Linked DNA regions of Sus scrofa: region 1 is linked to region 2. A link is a contact called in public Hi-C data. All regions are on one chromosome and are shown on one strand. Each heading gives the region's core, a stretch centred on a gene start, on an enhancer-like site or on the middle of the called end of the contact. The rest is flanking DNA. Distances are from core to core; before and after follow the strand shown.

The links. A called contact is a pair of places that touch in the nucleus more often than the background predicts.
Region 1: a contact with region 2 is called in a Hi-C map of fetal liver, with 1.8 times the contacts expected there. The contact joins two enhancer-like sites. A contact is called at or near these places in 2 of 47 Hi-C or Micro-C datasets (embryonic fibroblasts and fetal liver).

The regions. Positions count from the first base shown.
Region 1 is chr5:48,332,358-48,335,631 of Sscrofa11.1, forward strand. All of the region lies in intron 12 of LMNTD1 (lamin tail domain-containing protein 1), which reads left to right. Among named protein-coding and RNA genes, the nearest start is that of KRAS, 170 kb to the right of the region's middle. Within about 2 kb of position 1,349, at least 4 of the 83 cell types and tissues checked have an H3K27ac peak or open chromatin away from gene starts, as enhancers often do. A contact at or near this core is called in fetal liver, where this site is marked.
Region 2 is chr5:48,230,327-48,233,736 of Sscrofa11.1, forward strand. All of the region lies in intron 4 of LMNTD1 (lamin tail domain-containing protein 1), which reads left to right. Among named protein-coding and RNA genes, the nearest start is that of KRAS, 280 kb to the right of the region's middle. Within about 2 kb of position 1,410, at least 2 of the 83 cell types and tissues checked have an H3K27ac peak or open chromatin away from gene starts, as enhancers often do. A contact at or near this core is called in fetal liver, where this site is marked.

The DNA of each region.
Region 1 (3,274 bases), core at 99-2,598, 100 kb after region 2:
GCCTCACTCTCTTAGGAGAGGCCATTCTGACTTAGTCACCTTGGAAGGAGATTTTTACCAACTAAAATAACCCCACCAGTCACCAGCTAGCAGAAAGATTTTCAAATCAGCTGCTTATGACAAATGCCAGAGTCATCAAATTCTTTTAATTAAAATTAACTCTTGAATCCCCAATTTATTCAGTTTCGTAAATCTAAGACTAGGAATTTTTAGGGAGAATGAACTATAGTCAGAGTCACATCATTTGTTTCTCATTTTTCATTTAATTATATTCTTATTTAAAATTTTGGTGGAAATCATATTTTATATCCTGCAATATGTCCATTCCAACAGAAGAGACACTTTATTGCTACCTCTTCCTTTACTATCCTTTTTTCTTCTCAAAGCCTCTGGCTCCATCCTGCCCCACCACCACCCCTCTAAGCCAACTCAATCATTGTTCCTGGCTCCATATTTGGATGTACCTGGTTCCCGATCTCTCCAGTTGGACTCTTGACCAAAGAGGTTATTAGACGGGTAAGGCTTCCTCTTCCTAATGACCACCACTCATAGCATAACTTGGATATATAATCAGATGAAGACGAAGGGCAGAGAATACAAAGAGTACCTGTCCCACCACACTCCATGCTACCCTCTCCCAGCACATGGGAGGGCCAGCACTCAGAGCCAGAGAAGACGATTCTGGGGCTGGCTCCTTAATCCCCCTTCCAACCTCTTTCAGGAATCTGTCTTTAAATTCCCAGAGTATGGAGTTTCAGTAGTGGCTCAGTGGTTAAAGAACCCAACTAGAATCCATGAGGATGTGGGTTCAGTTCCCTGGCCTCGCTCAGTGGGTTAAGGATCTGGTGTTGCCGTGAGCTGTGGTGTAGGTTGCAGACATAGCTCAGATCCCACATTGCTGTGGCAGTGGTGTAGGCCAGCAGCTGTAGCGCCAATTAGACCCCTAGCCTGGGAACCTCCATATGCCACAGGTGCGGCCCTAAAAAAAAAAAAAAAAAAAGACAAAATTCTAAATTCTCAGAGTTGTCAAAGGATTAGCAAACACACTTTTAACTGCTCTTTTCCTCTCTGCTGTCCTCAATCAAGCCCTTTAACCTCATCTCTTTGTTCAGTGGAGTGACTCTGGAGACACTACCTCCACATTCTTCACCAGCACTGAAAGGTGAGAGGCAGTGCGACAGGTGACATGGATGGTGTTTTAGTCCCTCCCATTCACCTCACTGGCCAAGGAGAGATTCCTGCATTAGGGTTCTGAGGTGGCCAAACACTTGACACCCACCCTGGAGAGATAGCACAAACCGCAGTTAGTCACAGCCACTCATGGCTCAAAGGAAGAGGACACAGCACCCACACAGGGCTACATGGAGGCTGCACTCAGGGACAGAGGTAAAAACCAGGGGCTGTGGGAGGCAGGCTTTGTAGTAGCAAGAGCGGGAGATGCCTTCTGTTTACCACAGGAGGATGCAATTATTTTGTTTCAGTAGTCCCACAGGCTGGCAGGAAAGTAAAACCCATCCCTCAGGAATAAGAAGAAACTGTGCCTGGTCCCCTTGATAAGGAGGCTTGTTTGGTTAAGGGGCCTTATCTGTGAAAGCAGAGTGGGGAGGGGAACATGGGTTAGGTTCGGCTACTCAAGGCCCTCAAATTTATCAGCTGTCAAGGTAGCACATAATATTAATTTTAGGCCTTACATCACAGAAGGTGAGTACAAAAGGGAGTCTGTGCAAATAGATTTTGGCATGCACAACTAGATGCAGAGCAGGTTAAAAACTTGAGAGACAAAGTCTATCATGCAAGCTCGGATATTGTTCTTCAAAGCCAGAAATAGAGTGTGATGTTCAAAAGCCCTCCATGAAAGCAAAGCTCTGCTCTCAAGCCTCAAGAGCTGGCTTTATTTTTTTTTTTCTTCTTTCATAAGATTCTTGAGACTTTTGTTTGCTTTGTATTAAGCCTAGGTAATTATTTGGGAGAAAATATATTGTTAGGATTACGGGAGACACACATATGTATGGAAAACACATGAGTTATAAAGCCTCCTATCAGTGTACGGTCACTATTTAAGCAGATCAAAAACAACAGCAAGCTTTTGCATTTCACTCAGAACTTACTGCGAGGTTCCTGTACACCACCTCTCTGTTCATTCTCGCGCCTGCCCTGCCAGGTACATGCTGTCCTCAGAAGGGGAAAGATCACAGGGTCAGATGGTTACTAAGTGACAGCAGGGATATTACCTCAAGCCTGTAAAACTTTTTGAAGTTTTGCTATTAAGTGTCTAGTCTGAGGAATGAAGAATAATACTGTATCTTTAACTAGATAGTATAATTAGGGAGACCAGCTATTCATTCATTTCGACATTCAGCAGATAACATTGGACTGACTGTTGTGTGCCAGGCAATATCTCAGTGATGAGAAGTCAAGAGCCTCAAGTTCATGATTCAAAGAAGCATGTGGAAGTCTGGACATCCACTTCTGACCAAGACAGAGGAACAAGTTGGGTTTACCTTCCCACCTTAACAACTAAAAAGTTATGAATAAAATATAGGAAACAGTGGTTTTTAGATCCTGGACAATAGGCAGCAGAGGGCAGTGATCCCTTAGAGAAGGGAAAGAAGGGGACCCTATGACAACCCTCGGTCACTGCCTGGTGTCCAGGCCTCAGCCTCAGGATAGGGAGCTCAAACGATGCCCAGTGATCTCCTTGAGTTGATGAGAGAGTTGAGACTTTGGGGAGGCCAGGGCAGCTACAGGAAACATGAAAACCCAGCTGGATGGAAAGGAGAGATGCACAGAGAGAAAAACTTCTGGAGATCTCTTAAGGGTTCCTCTTGAGTCTCAAGCTGAGTACTGATCACTGCATGTAAGGAAACTACCAAAGCCAAGAAAGGACCACCTCAAGAAACTACAAGGACCATCCCTGGGGTCACACAGGACTAGAGGTACTTTGTGATCCCACCAACCTAATATATAGGGCATCAGATAGGGTATACAGGAGAAGATACCACCATGGCAGTGAACCTAAAGACTGCTCTGGTCTTGCCTAACAAGACTCAATAGCAAGCCTTGAAAGGATCAAACTATTTCCAAGTAACTAAACTACAGGAAAAAAAAAAAAAGCTCAAGAATATTTAAAGGGACACTGTAATAGCCAATAATAAGCAACAAGGTACAATTCTCAATATCTGGCATCCAATCAAAACTTAGTAAATATGCCAGAAGGCAAGAAAATACAACCCCTGATGAGAAGACACAAATAATCATTCAAGAGAAAAAGTCC
Region 2 (3,410 bases), core at 160-2,659:
CACAGGACATCTACTGAATGCTGGCAGAAGAATTAAACCTCCAAAAAGGGCAAGAAACACTTGAAAAACTGGGTAGAATAAAAGAAAAAGAGAGAGAGAGAAAAGGAATCAGGACGGGCTAGCATTCCTGAGAGGGAACTGTGAAGGAGAAAAGGAAACCACATCCTGGGAAGCTACCTTACCGACCATAAGATCAGTCAAGACAGAGGAACCTCAAAGTTACGGAGAAAAGCACAGCAGCTTGACTGAGGAGGGCAAAGTAGAGTGAGAGCCGCACAGATCATCTGCAGCACCTCCCTGGACACCACAGCCTGAGACACTCAGGCGGGGGCTGAACACTGAGACTTAGGCTCTGGAGGTCAATCCCAGGGAAAGGACTAGGTTTGGCTGTGTGGAAACAGCCTAAGGGGCTAAGGAGCAATGTGCCACAAGCAGGGAGCAGTGTGCTATGAACTGGGGAGTGGAACTCCATGGCAGAGGGAACCAGAGAAAAGGTCTGGGCCCGCAGGAGAAGCAAGACACCATTGTTGGGGAGGGTGAAAGGAGGAGGGGTAGACTGCCGTAGGAATCTCCCTGTGCATGCACATGGGCTCCCAGAGGGCAGGGTACCTCTGGTGCCGGCTACAGGTAGTGAGAAGCTACTTGTTTGAGCTAAGGGCAGTGGGGGGCTAAGTGTGTTGTGTTGCCTCTTGCATGACCTACAGGCAGCGGGAATGGACCATGGCAGGTATCTCAGAGGCCAGAGGGAGGCATGACATGGAACAACCAGGGGCCTGTGAGTGGGCTCCACCTGTGGCTCCAGTCATCACAGCGGTTGGCAAAAAAAAGAGGGCACTGCAGCCAAGCACCACACATTATTTCTGTCACCCCTATGGGAACACACCCACCCTGTAGCTTCCACTGCCAAACACTCTGGGAAGGACCCAGATGCTTGATCACTGTCCCTTCCCAAGTCCCTACAACTAGGAGCAGTTGTTGCAGCACCTCCTGCATGGGCTAAGCAGGATGGGGTGCTTCTTGCATGGTCTGCAGGTGGCAGGAGCAAACCACCACCCTTATCTCTGACTCTAGAGGTGGGTGTGGAGTCAGAGAACAAGAATCCCTGAACAGGAGCCATTTGCAGCCCCAACCACCTCAGAGAGCACTACAATGGAGGACTTGGTGACAGAAGATCACATGTTGTTGCTCTAGCTCCCCTGGGAGCACATCTGCTCTGCTGTTGCCACTGCCAAATGCTCTGGGCAGTGCCAAGATGCTTGATCACTGTCCCTTCCCAGGAACCTACAACTAGGAGCAGCTGGTGCAGTACCTCCTGTGGGGGCTAAGTGGGATGAGGTGCTTCTTGCATGGTCTACAGATGGTTGGGGCAAACCACCACTGTTATCTCTGACTGCAGAGGTGGGCGTGGCCTGCCGCCACTGGAGGTCCGTGAACAGGCACCACTTGCAACCCCAGTCACCTCAAGGGCATCACAGAGGAGGGCATTGTGACTGAACACCACCTGTTGCTCTCGCACCCCTGGGAGCACAGCAGCTCTGTTGCTCCCATTGCTGAATGCTCTGGGCGGTGCCCACATGCTTGATCTCTGTCACTTCCCAGGATCCTGCAACTAGGACAGTCTGTTCAGCCCCTCCTGTGTGGGATGAGTGAGAAAGGGTGCTTCTTGCATAGTCTTCAGGTGGCAGGGGAAAACCACTGCAGTTATCACTGACTCCATAGGTGGTTGTGGCCCGCTACCAATAGGGGTTCCTGAACAGGCACCACCTGTGGTTCCAAACACTTCAGAGAAGGGCATTGCAATTGAACACTATCTGTTGTTGCTCTCACTCCCCTGGAAACTCACACCCTGCTACTGCCACTGCCAAAAATGCTCTAGGCACCTTGTAAATCTGCCTAGGCTCATTACTACTTCCCAGGGCCCTGCAACTAGAAGTAGCCAGTGGCAACTTCCTGCAGGTCCTTGCTGCTATTAAGAGCTCAGCAACCAGTCCCTGACTACTAGCCCTACCCACTGCTTCCTTCTCCCTGGAAACACACTCAGCACCCTGGGGATTACAGCCTGCTCACACTGAAGAAAGAGAAGCAAATATTCCAACTCCCACACCAAAAATAAAGAGTAACCTCCCACATTATACAAAGGGGTGCTATTGCATAGAAGTAGCCTTCTGTGACTGTAGTTTTGTTTCCTAAACTCATAGAAAAAGAAAAACATAAGCAGGGTGAAGAAGCTCAGGAAACATTCCCAGTTATAAAGAACAGGAGAATTCACCTGAAGCAGCAAACAATAAAACAGATCTCTGCGTCAGACAGACACTGAGTTCAAAAGGGAGGTAGTGAAAATACTGAAGGAATTAAGGCTGAACATCAAGGAATTGAGTCGATATGAACAGTAATGCAGATTCCTTTAGAAAGGAACTAGAAAATATAAGAAGGAACATAGAAAAATTGTAAAATTCATTTGCAGAGACACAAACTGAAGTAAAGACACTAAAGAGCAGAAAGAATAATGCAGAGGAACAAATTAGTGACCTAGAAGATATAATAATGGAAATCACCCCATCAGGACAGCAGATGGAAAACCAAATGAAAAAACATGAAAGCAATATAAGAGATCTATGGGATAATATAAGGCAGGCCAATCTACACATAAGAGGGATTCTAGAAGGAGAAGAAAAAGAAGAGGGGATTGAAAATATATTTGAAGGATTATGTCTAAAAACGTTCCAAATCTAAAGGAAACTCTAATTGAGATATAGGAAGCATAGAGGGCTCCAAACAAGTTGAACCCAAATAGGACCACACCAAGACATATTATAATAAAAATGGCAAAAGTTAAAGATAAAGAGAGGATTCTAAAGGCAACAAGAGAAAAGCAAAGCATTAATTATAAGGGAACCCCATAAAGCTATCAGCTGATTTCTCCACAGAAACACTACAGGCCAGAAAGGAGTGGCAAGGTATATTTAAACTGCTGAAAGAAAAAAATTTGCAACCTAGAATACTCCATCTAGCAAGAATATCATTTAAATAGAAGGGGAAATAAAGAATCTCTCCAACAAACAAAAGCTAAAAGAGTACAGTACTAAACCCATTCTAAAATAAATACTGACAGGGCTTCTCTAAATTAAAAAAAAAAAAGGCAAGAAGAAATAGGATGGATGAAATCATAGTTATTAAGCAATCACTTAAATAAGCCAGTATACAGATCTAAAAGAGGAAAAAAAAAAAAAAAAAAAAAAAAAACCTCTGTAAAAGTGAAGATAAACTTGAGGAACAGCAAAAGGACAAAAATAAAGATGTTAAAAAAAAGACTTCAAAATCATAAAATGTGGGGAAGAAAGTAAGAAAATATAGTTTTTTTTAATTTTAATAATGTGTTTGAGCCTATATGACTATGAGGCTAAAGCAAG